3 separate regions of the Mus musculus genome follow, and regions 1 and 3 are each linked to region 2. A link is a contact called in public HiChIP or PLAC-seq and promoter capture Hi-C data. All regions are on one chromosome and are shown on one strand. Each heading gives the region's core, a stretch centred on a gene start, on an enhancer-like site or on the middle of the called end of the contact. The rest is flanking DNA. Distances are from core to core; before and after follow the strand shown.

The links. Promoter capture Hi-C pulls out the DNA fragments that hold promoters and counts their contacts. HiChIP or PLAC-seq counts read pairs in DNA pulled down with a chosen protein or histone mark.
Region 1: a contact with region 2 is called in a promoter capture Hi-C map of hippocampal neurons, with 14 times the contacts expected there. The contact joins the enhancer-like site here to the promoter of Plk2 in region 2. A contact is called at or near these places in 12 of 39 promoter capture datasets (the 3T3-L1 cell line, 3T3-L1-derived adipocytes, the HPC-7 cell line and 6 more), 1 of 15 datasets of contacts at CTCF or cohesin (the NIH/3T3 cell line), 9 of 484 Hi-C or Micro-C datasets (the C2C12 cell line, LSK cells, Th1 cells and 5 more), 18 of 115 datasets of contacts at active chromatin or transcription factors (T-cell acute lymphoblastic leukemia, astrocytes, bone marrow-derived macrophages and 14 more) and 3 of 9 other capture datasets (adipose tissue, embryonic stem cells and liver).
Region 3: a contact with region 2 is called in an H3K4me3 HiChIP or PLAC-seq map of bone marrow-derived macrophages, with 7 times the contacts expected there. The contact joins the enhancer-like site here to the promoter of Plk2 in region 2. A contact is called at or near these places in 7 of 39 promoter capture datasets (the HPC-7 cell line, HPC-7-derived erythroid cells, cranial neural crest and 4 more), 1 of 15 datasets of contacts at CTCF or cohesin (the NIH/3T3 cell line), 17 of 484 Hi-C or Micro-C datasets (the C2C12 cell line, adipose-derived mesenchymal stem cells, bone marrow-derived macrophages and 9 more), 26 of 115 datasets of contacts at active chromatin or transcription factors (the NIH/3T3 cell line, SST interneurons, bone marrow-derived macrophages and 21 more) and 3 of 9 other capture datasets (adipose tissue, embryonic stem cells and pancreatic islet).

What each region holds. Positions count from the first base shown.
Region 1 is chr13:111,040,290-111,044,373 of GRCm38.p6, reverse strand. No RefSeq gene overlaps it. Among named protein-coding and RNA genes, the nearest start is that of 4930526H09Rik, 140 kb to the right of the region's middle. Within about 2 kb of position 2,038, at least 22 of the 459 cell types and tissues checked have an H3K27ac peak or open chromatin away from gene starts, as enhancers often do.
Region 2 is chr13:110,393,652-110,397,360 of GRCm38.p6, reverse strand. Plk2 (polo like kinase 2) reads right to left here and starts at 2,317. Exons shown (of 14, transcript NM_152804.2): 1 at 1,924-2,317; 2 at 1,239-1,346; 3 at 969-1,085; 4 at 641-770; 5 at 367-454. The coding sequence starts at 2,184.
Region 3 is chr13:110,928,135-110,931,842 of GRCm38.p6, reverse strand. No RefSeq gene overlaps it. Among named protein-coding and RNA genes, the nearest start is that of 4930526H09Rik, 26 kb to the right of the region's middle. Within about 2 kb of position 2,067, at least 66 of the 459 cell types and tissues checked have an H3K27ac peak or open chromatin away from gene starts, as enhancers often do. A contact at or near this core is called in the C2C12 cell line, adipose-derived mesenchymal stem cells, bone marrow-derived macrophages and 6 more, where this site is marked.

The sequences.
Region 1 (4,084 bases), core at 789-3,288, 650 kb before region 2:
CTTTATCTCTTAAAAACTTCCTACCCAGTTAAAAATCAACTCCTAATTGAGTGGACTTGTTTGGAAGAGGATAGAGTCCAGCCATGAGAAAAATAGAGTGTGTTTGAATAGAACACAGAAGCCAAAGTAAAGATTTTGAAATAATAGATTGCTGCTTGGAATGGAAGGGTGTGTGTGTGTGTGTGTGTGAGGGGGGGGGATCATTACATTAATACCATCTTGGCAACTCTTCCAAATCCTGCAGGTAAATTTTACTCTTTGTGTATTATTTACTAATAAAATAGCATGCTAAGTTCTACCCATTGTGTGCTATTTATGAATAAAATAACACGCTGAGTTTCATTAGCCGAATACCTTGTCCATTTCTCACTGTACCCCTTTTGTAATTAATCCTATGTTATTGGTGACACCGTTTTGGTTAGAAGAGTTTTATCTCTTCCTTTTACATGCACCACACACCACATCCTCCCCAAGGTGCAGGAGTGACATCTCACATTGAAATTTGAGACTGTAACCTAAAACCCAAACCCAGGAAGGAAACCACATGCCACAAAACAGACCTTTCTTCAGTGTGGCCAAGGCTTGATCTCCTGAGGATCCAGGTCATAAGGTCATAGAGTCATCATTGAATCTAGAAGGGAGAAGTGCTTGTCCCCACTACAACCTTGAATTGAGTCATGCCAATGGGGCTGAGTTTTAAACAGTAGCATCAGCCCCAGAGCCCAATGGCTCACATAACTGCTGACCCTGGTCATGGAAATCAAAAGTTAGAAGAGCAAAGTGAGAGTATCTGCGCCTCAGCAGTGGTGTGAGCATGGGGAGAGGTGATTTAAGGAAGCTAAGGTTATTGCCTCCATTTTAATAGGAAGCCCAATCAGGTCCTGGCTGTTTAATGTAGACATGTTTTTAACGATCAAAGTATAAACATGTCACCTACGAAATAAACACTAATCTTTATTACAGACGTCAGTTCAGCTCTGGAAACTCCAGTTGTGAGTTTAGCAGGAGAGAATGACTTCTGCTTTTCATGAGGCTAATTCCTCTGAAATTTTATAAGGAAAAAACTTTTCAGGAAAATATTTTTTTATTTATTTGATTTCTCTACAATAATATGCTCAGAGTCCAGGAAGCACCCAACTGTATTCTGCATTGTGAACTATGAATTCTCATAGTTCTGAAATTCTCATGAATTCTGAAAAGGTACAGGAAATACCATAAAATTTGTCCAGGATTCCAATTATGCTAAAATATTTCCAGGGTATTTTAAATCCTATATAGTCATGGGGTTTTTTGTTGTTGTTGTTGTTGTTTAAATTAAAGCATTTGGCTTATGTGGTCATATGAATGATTTTATCATAGAGAAATCAAGGCCTTATTCTTGAAAATGAGCCAAAACTTGGCTTTTGGAATTTGGGACTTGTAATAATTTCAGGAGGTTGTTTTAACCCTTTTTATACTGCAATGCCTGAGTAGTCACATTTCATAAGTTCATACCATATGTTTTTCCAGCTTCATTAGTAAGCATAAAGAAAATTGAAAACAAGAGAAATTTTTTTTTCTGAAGGAAAGTAAATAGGCATGTGAGGCATACATGCAGAAAGGTCATGGCAGCTGTTCACACTCTGACAAGGATGCATCCAATGCACCCCAAGCTGAAGAAGCTGTCAGAAGTTGCAGGGCCTCACTGTCATCTAGACTCATCACGGTAACACAGTGGGGGAAGCTGGCTGGCTCCTGTAGCTGCCTGGATTCTATCTCCTCCTTGATACATGAAAATTTATCCAAAGATGAAGAAACACCACGATGACAACCTACATAGAGGTTTCTTTACAAACTTTCAGCATGGTTATTGTATGCATTGGAAGTAGCCATTTCTAAGAATACATGCACTAGATGGAAGCCTATACGATGTACAAGAATCCAGGTTTTCTCCTTTTTCAACAGCACTGCACTTTAAACACCTAGCACAGAAGATTATGGTTCATACCTGACACTTACAAACTCTAAGCATAGTAATGTGGCAATTGGTCTAGGAGTGGGTTTCTAACCAATTACAGGGAAAGTTGTATCCCCAGCGTTAGAAAGGAATGTCTTTCTCCCATTCTTGAGCCATTGCTCAAGGACAGATAGCTATGTGATACCTGTGGTTATCTCTCCTCAGATATGGGAAATGCCTATCTGGGACACAGAGGCTAATGAGCCATGAACTGATGGCAGTACTAGATCCCTTACATTCCAGAGACAAGGCTGTTTTCCATTCTCAAAATCCTATTTTACTTGGATTTATTTCTCTTGCTTATAATTGAAAAGGTACTTACAGAACCCCTGAGAAAATGTTTTCCTCGTGTTCTGTGGTGTCTCTTGACACTTACACTCTGATGTCACTCATAGGCCACAGTTTGGATGCATGCAGAAGAGTGCAGTTTAAGATTGACAACAACAGGTCTAAGAAAAACACAAAGGACAGTGTGTCAGAAATGGAACTCTGAATTGATGCTTTGGGGTTTTAGAGCAGAGGTCGATAATTGGAAACAAGTGTAATTCAGAGAGGCTTTATGCAGGAAATGGACTTGGCCTTGGCTAAGCAGCATCAGTGGAAAAAATGTCCTGAGGAAAGAAGATACTGTACGTGAAGAGAAGAAGAGAAAAAGCACCACATGAGATGCAAGTGAGATGTAAGGAAAATGATGCCCTGGGTGGAAGGGTGGGGCTGCATTTGGGACTAAACACCAGGCAACTGAGTAATATTTGCTGTGAAAGGAAATAACCTGTTGAAAGCTTTAGTCAGGGATGCACCTGATAAAAAGGATGTGCCATATATTAGTGCTTCTAGCTTGGAGGGAATGAGGAATGAAGAGGCAGTTGCCACAGTTCAGCACTGTTAGAGATAGTGAGATCAGTGTAAAGACATCATGTATATTTTATATATATAATAAAATATAATATAGAACATGTAACATATACACAAATACAACATATAACATACAATATGCAACATGCAACATGTAAAACATAACATGTAACTTACAAAAATATATAAATATACTACATAATAATATACATAATACAATAATATACATAATAATGTCATATATTATTTAATACACATAATATTATATTAAATATATTATATAATAACATACATGCATATTATATAATGTATGATCTATGATATATACATGATATAATTAAATAGTAAACATTAAATTTTATATACTGAATATCATATATCATGTATCATATATAAAATGGGATATATGATATATACATTTAATCCATGAGAATTTATTGAAAGAATTAAGAAGTAAGCTTGAACAGTTACTTCCAAGTGATGAATTCTTTATGTGGGGACATATTCTTGAGTGTGTGGAGTCTGGATTATTACAAGGGCGTTTGGAAGGCTGCATTATGGAGACACAGGAAGGTGCATTTGGAGGCCTGCACTGTGTAGGTATGGAGAGTACAGGGCACAAGGCAGGAGAGAAGGAGAGCTGGATTCAGACTATACAGAGAGAGGCAGCCAGAGAAGCTGGAGACAAACAGTGGCCAGAAAGTTGGCCAAGTGAGAAGTCTAGGAAAACGATATCAAATGTTATGTAGATTGCTTAGACCCATTGTACTATTTGACTTAAAATGATATTTCAAAAGGTTTGCATTTGTCCTTAATTTACGGCTACAGTTCTTTTATAAAAATGAATCTTGTTGATGGCTGTGGTGGCACATACATGTTATCCCTGCCCTCAGGAGGCTGAGGCAGGAGAATGACCAATTAGAAGCCAGAATGGGTATATGGAAAGACATTATATTAATCATTCAAACAAACAAACAAAAACCCAAAATGCAGTCAGTTACAAATTATTCTGAAATATAGGTCATATAAGGAAATATGGGTTCTTGATAATGTGTCTTTATAAAATTTTCAGAATATCTATGGCCTACTAATATCTAGTGGTGGTCAATGACTTTATTTTTGATCTATTTCTGTATTTTTACTGTAATAATACAGTAAATTCTAAATTTTAGTTTATGTTTCAGTGCATTTGTTTTTATTGTATTTGGTGCTTGGTTAAATTTGGTGTTGATG
Region 2 (3,709 bases), core at 1,068-3,567:
TTTCTACTTGACTATTTTTTAGTGTTTTTATTTGACCAAGTTTCTTTTGGTAATTTTTTAATGTGTGTACAATTTGCCCAGCCCATATGACCAAGTATTTTTAACCAGATGAGACCAGATCCTGTGTGTGCGTGTGTACATGTGTATGTGTGTGTATGTATATATCAAGTAAATTTAAACATTTATTTTATTGATTGCCTTAATAATCCATTTAGAGGTGTAAGTTATCTCGCTCAAGAGTGCACACAAGTTTCCGTTTAGTAACACTGCTGTGGTTTGCAGATTGTAGTGTGAACTAACTTTCTATTAACTAATAATAGAGGCATATTTGGTCTCCACAAACCCCAGGAAGAGCATGGCTCTCACCTCCTTCTGTGTTCCAGTGGTTCCAGTCTGGCTGCCAAACCAAAGTCTCCCACCTTCAGCTCCATGGCTTCATTAATAAAAAAGTTCCCTAGAAGATAAACAAAAGGAAACATGAACTCCCTTGGAAAGGTTCACACTTGGAGATCAGCACCCTCCAGTGAAGGCACCCATTCAAAAAGCTAGATTCACAACACTGGAAAACCTCCCACTCTCTAGCCCCCACCCCCCCACCCCCACCCCACCCCCACCCCCGTCGCTGCAGGAGAAGCCTTACCTAGCTTGAGATCCCTGTGCAAGATTTCTTGTTCGTGAAGATACTTGAGTCCTGACACAATCTGCCTGAGGTAGTATCGGACTTCTGGCTCTGTCAACACCTTTCTTGCTTTCAAGATGTGAGCCATGGACTAGGAAGAGAAGGGGAGAGAGGAGAATTTGTCAAATAAAGTTACCTAGATCGGGCATCCCTTTGCTGGACTGACGACGCAGTCTCATATGGTGGGAGACTAATTAACTGTCACGGCTAAAACCGCTGATAAAATGTAATCCAAACACCACTCCGGCTTCCTGTCGGCAAGCTCGCTGACCCAGGAGTCAACACTTACCCTTCTACTGCAGTATTCCAAGAGAATGTAAATGTTTTCTTTGTCTTCAAAGTAGTGGTAAAACTGCACGACATGCTTATGGTGCAGTAGTCTGTGAAGCTCGATTTCTTTGTCGATCTAAGGAAAAATAAAAAAAGCAAGAGAAGGCTTATTAGTCTCTCGTCGTGTCTGGAAAGGCAGTGCTTACACATGCAGAAGACATTTTTTTTCTAACAGGGTAGGGCCATCCCTGCACACAAAGAAAATACTTTAGTCGACAGTCATACCCACCTTTTCCCTCTGATGAGGTTTAGCTACTCTGCTGTGAGGAATAATTTTTGCAGCGTAGACTTTGTTGTTTGTCAGATCTGTCATTTCGTAACACTTTGCAAATCCACCCTGCGAGGAAACAAAGCCGAGATGGAATTGAGCAGGACAGAAAAAAGGAAAAAAAAAAAAAATGAAGGGCCAACGTTTAAAATAAATGAATACGTAAATGGGAACGGGAAGCAAAATTTGAGGAACAGAGGGTGGGCAGAGCAGTACAATCTGCTTTGTATAATGGTTTTTCAGGAAGGGCAGCACATTCCTAGAAACCAGTCCAGTTTTCTCGTTTCCCCTTTACAAAGAACTCTATGGAGAAGGGAGTGGAAGGGGGAAAGGGAGGAAAATGCCCTCTGAAGAAATTTGACAGGCTAGCTCCCTGGGGATCAGATAGTGAGAGCCCAAGGCCAAGGTAGAATGCCTTCAGTCCTCCTTCTTAGACTCGGGAGAAAAACAGGCTAAGGATGCAAATCCGAACCCCAGCGCTGTCGGCGCACAGAAGCCCAGGAGGGCAGGAGAGGAACCCACGTCGATCGTTCGGGGAACCAGACAGCTGAAGGAGCGAGAAGTGCGGGCGCTGGGTCCCTGCTCGCTCAGCTTGCCCGGGCAGCCCGCCCTCCCGCCCGGCAGCCTGACGTCCGCCGCTCCTCACCTTGCCCAGCACTTTGCCCCGGCAGTAGCGCTTCCCCGTCGTGGGGTCGACTATAATCCGCGAGATCTCGGGTCCCGAGTGGGAATGGTGGTGATGGTGGTGCGGGGCCGCCGGGGTCACCTGGGCTTGGGGCTGCCCATCTTCAGAAGGCTGCTGCGGTCGCTTCTTCTTTGAGTCCCCGCCGCAAGCTTTGCCCAGAGCCTGCTCGCACATCTTGGTGCCGGCGGCCGGCTGGTAGGTGATAGTCCGCAGGAGCTCCATCGTTGCCTCGCCACCCGACACTGCCTACTTGCCACCTCCGAGGCGCGGACAAGCGTCCGGGCTAGCCCTGTCCCTCGAGCACCAGTCTCTCTCCCTACTCTCTAGTCTGACGTCCTGCTTCGCTTGTGCGAGCAAGAGCGAGCAGCGAAGCTTTAAATACGCGCCGGCTGGCTGGGGCGGGGCCTCGTGACGTCACGGCGAGCGCTCCACCCACCGGCCCCGGAGTCCGCGCTGTGGATAGGTGCGGGGTGGCCGCCTGGATGTCGTGGGCTTCGACCTGGCCTGAAGGCGGCGGTACGCCAAGTGCCCCCAGTTCGTCGCGTGCCCTGACTTTGGACGTGGGAAACAGAAACCCAAGGGCGGACGCCCTGTCTGGGTCCTGGAGGAGCGGGGATGCGGGGTAGCAGCCCGGGGGAGCCGCAGGGTTGGCACCGCCCTCCTGACTGTGTGCAGCCCCACACCCTGTCATCCAGCGAGCCCCGCGGGGTGGCACCCGGAGACCCGGAGCGCTTGGGGACCTCCGCCGCCACCGCAGGCGGGAGGCTCAGTGGCCGGCCTTGCGGAACCGGGCACCAGGCAGAGCCAGAGCAGCTAGGGAACCAGGCACAATCCGGGTCGCAGATCCGGGTGACCTGCTGTGGCGTGGGAGTATCTGAGCTCCCTGCAGCCTCTTCCCATCGCCTGATAAGTGACCCCTGTCAGAGGCCAGGCTCTTAACCTTGGAGTGGAGCGAGGGCTTGACGACTGGAGAAGGTTTGGTACGCAACAAGTCTAAGCAAGATCGCCATCCTGTGGATTTTTTCAGAAAAACGATTAACGGTCTAAGTGGGCCGAGGTTCCTTAGCAACAATATGGGCTGGCTTCCACAGTAACGCTAAAAGTGTTCTGTTGCCAATTATAATTCTACAATTGAAGTCATCTATAACTTTTTGTTCCAACTAGGTGATTCAGATTGCGTGGATCTAATGTCACTAAGCAATGTCACCGCCCTGGTACACAGAGTCAATCTAAGGTCCCACAGTGGGGTATAGTGGAGAATAAAGGCGGCTGTTCAGTTTTTACAGATTTTACTGTTCAGTTGTACCATCTCAGAGACTTTCCTTCTTCCTTGTTCCAGCGCGTATGGTTCCGTATTAACCGCTGGTAGCTATTTTGAAATGCTGTATACATTTTTTTTGGGGGGGGGGGCAGGGTTTCTCTTTTCTCTGTGTAGCCCTGGCTGTCCTGGAATTCACTCTGTAGACCAGGTTGGCCTTGAACTCAGAAATCCGCCTGCCTCTGCCTCCCAAGTGCTGGGACTAAAGGTGTGCGCCACTACTGCCCGGCCCTGTCTATATCATCTTAATACAATCCTGAATGAAAAAGTCTGCCATATTAGGGGAGGGAAAATCATTTTCCTTCTACCCTTTCAAATTATCACTGTGGTTCCTCGGGCTGGGCAGATAAACTGCAGAACCACAAGTTTCTCCATTCACAACAAAAAGAGTACCCTCCAAAGTGGCTTAGAATTGAGGTTTGAATGCTA
Region 3 (3,708 bases), core at 818-3,317, 530 kb before region 2:
ATCTGTATTTGCATAATCTTTATCTCTGCAATGTACTCAAGGACATAATTCTAAATAACCTATGACAGAAAGGTTGCTAAATGGAATCACAGAAGCCTGAGAGTTGCTAAGTACAATGAGCACACACTTTAATTAGGTACAGGGTTAAAAAATTACCATGTGTATCTCAATTGCAATAAACCTTTTATTGGAATTAACAAAAGTGAGGACATGTGCACACATATATACACACATGCATATAGTAAGGCACACACACATGTACACAAACACACATGTACACAAACACACACCCCCCCAACACACACACACACACACACACACACACACACACACACACACACACACACACACACACATACACCAGATTCTACAAACAGCTCATGGATTCCCCTTTCATGATTTAGAGATTTAGAAAAAAAAAGATTGGATTGTTGTCAGAGAACTGAGAACAAACTCTTAATGAATCCAGCTGTGTGGCTGTCTGACCTGTTCCAAAGAAGAGTTCCTATGAGGAGTAAATGAGCTGACCATTGAAATAAAATAGATTACATGCCAAGAACTTGAAGCTTGGAGATCCAAAAATTATTTTTAATAAAAATCTTGAAATTCATTTATATTTATATTTATTTTTCCAGGGCTTGGTTGCCAAGAAATATTGAGGCCTAACTTATAAACACAGTTTTTTTTTTGTTTTTTGGTTTTTTTTTTAACCAACTCTTCATTAGTAATTATTTTACTTACATACTGAGCCTCCAACTTCATTGACCAAATCACACAGTCCTCAAATAATTAGGATGTAAGCATCCAGAGGTCCTCTGCATCTTGAATGCAAATGAGCTAAGGCTTCAGTAAAGATGTTATTTATTTCTACTTCTGCCCATCGTGACTCAATTTTGAGTCTCAGAGATTTTTCTTACTCATGGCCTAGACTTTGTTTTCCTTGTTTTCTGAGACAGGGTTTCTCTGTGTAGCTCTGGTTGTCCAGGAACTCACTCTGTAGATCATGTTGGCTTTGAATTCACAGAGATTCACCTGCCTCTGCCTCCTAAGTGCTGGGATTAAAGGCGTGTGCCATCACCACCTGGCTGTGGCCTAGAATTTTTAAACATGTCCCTTTGGGATGCATTTTGACTCACTCTTCATTTACATGCTAAAGTCATCCTAAGATTCACAAAAAGGGTTGATTGTTTGAGCTTCACTAATTTGCATGCCAAGCTCATCTGGAAAGCCTTCTTGACCAAAAACTACCTACTAAATTGTCCAAGCCCCTGTGAGATTGCCACGATCTTCGGCTACCCAAGAATCATGAGGAAGGCAAAATTGAAGCCTTTCACTATTGTTTGATAAGTTGAATTGTAATATCCCCTAGTAGGTGACAACTCTAAATGAATTTATTCAGTTCACTCATGGGTATTTATTGTATACATACTACACAAAATTTGTTGTTCCAAATACTGGGCTTTGGCTACGAATAAAGCAATCCTTGTCAGTATGTGATTGCTTCTTCTTCAATTAATAATTTTGGGGCCTTTAATTGTTGGTCCTTCTTAATGAGCATGAACATCCTCAACCATCAAGAAGGAAGTGGGGATTGAAAGTTTGGCAGCTTCCGTTTCTTCTCGTGGCTAGTTCATACCCTACCTCAGGCTGGCAACTCAAGAAGCTTATCAATTCTTCTTTCTTTTGTTCAGAAAATGTTAACTCCATCCTATAAATAATAGAAATAGAAGTCCGTTTACTACTTTCCTATAAGCCTATTTATATCCTAGCAGGAAAAACAAATTCTTTTATTTAAACCTTTAGAGTCAATATGACTTTGGGTAAACTGGCTAATCCGGTTTCATTCATAAATTTGTGGGGAAAATCTAATACACTTAGAAGCTGCCCTTCTTTATTATGAATGACTGGAAAGATTCACTCTTATCTTTGAAGAATTCATCTCCTACAGGCTGTCTCCCTTGCAGAGTGCTGCTGATGGCTCCGAAGCTGACCTCAGTGTTAGCAATGCATTCTGAGGCTAGTGAGTCACTTCATGGGAATAGTCATACAGTGTGAGGTCTGGGGTGGCTTCACCAATGTCTCTGCCAACTAGAAATACCAGAGACACTACTATGCTGACTTCACTCCCCATACCCAAATAAGGAGAGGCAGGCCATTGCAAGCTGGACAGGCTTCTGAGCATTTTATGCATAGGAGGTGGGAAGGCTCTGCAGGAACTGGTATGCTGGTATGCCAGGTGACTTCTCCATCTTCTGTATGGTGTGCCTTTCCCAAATACAGACTAGACAGAGTGGAGCAAGCAGACCTCTCCATCTGCAAGAGTTGCTAGCATTTCTTTGAGGGTCTGAGATGGAATAACAGTAACAACAAAATACAAAACTTAAGTGAAGCTTAACATGGTGTTAATTTCCATCACAAGACCCATGTCCTAACTAACTTTAAATCCCTCAGGAGAGATCTTGCCCTTTAAAAATCAGTCATAAGCCATGAGGTCCTTGGTGGTGGAACTGTCTTTTGAATTATTGCATAGTGGTGTTTGCTACTTGCTGGGAGCTTCATAGATATTTGTTAGCTTGACAAACAAGTGAGAAACATTTGTGCAGAAGTTATAAACGAGTCCAGGAATACACAGCGGCAAATCTAAGCTAACGGAATGTGTTGGTTTGCCATTCTCACTGCTGGCCTTAGCCACAACAATCCTGATGTCATCTGCAGGACAGTTTCTGCTGATCAAAGACTGCCTAGCAGAAACAAGCTGGCTGCTGAATTCTTCCTTCTTTGTCTAGACAGTGTGTATGTTGGAGAGGAGTACTTCCTTTGCATGTGTGAGCCATAAACCCACCATCCTTGTGTCTAGACCACTATAAACACTGACAAAAGCACAGCATCCTATAGCCCCAAAGCAAGCCAAGGCTACATTGAATTTGAGATTTTTAAATATCTGTTTTTCAAGATGAATAAGATATTCACAGATTAGGGATTTTCCTAGTGTCTGATATTTTTTTTTTTTTTTGCATTATGCCCACTAAGCCTTTGTCAAGTAGACCTATAAGAAATAAGAGTGTGGTAGGTATAGGATAGGTTGGGAGAAAAGGTTCTAGTGAAGTAGGTGAGGTGATCCTTATTTTGAGCCAGGATTGCCAGATGTGAAACCCTTGGCAGCCACACAATATCAGGCAGATGTACACAAGATCCTGCATGAACATCTTTCTCCATACTACCTCTTACTTCCTTGAAATTGGCCCAACACCCTCTGCAGCCTGCAGTGGGACTCACTGCCCTGCAGCTTGGGTTCAGAGAAGACTGAACCTTCACGATTTCCCAGCTACCCAGAACTGTAGCACTGAAGTAAAATAGGATAAATGCATCATCATTTTTTAAGTTCAAAAAATATACCTCTTTGATCTACAGTTTACTTCTGTATTCTGTATGTGAGCATAATTGTTTTTCTCACCTGTGTTTTTCTGAGAAGTGAAACCCACGAGTGATTGCTCAATAGTAGAATGTCAGAAGGGGTCACACTCCAAATCACTTCCACACTATGAAGTTAAATCCTTGTAGGTCTGGGTTTTTTTTTTTTGTTTTGTTTTGTTTTTTGTTTTTTTTTCCCATCTCTCCGTCTCTGTCTCTGCCTCTGTTCCCCACCCCATGTGTATGTGTGTCTTTCTCTCTTTTGTCTCTGACTCTGTCTCTGTGTTTTTGCCTCTG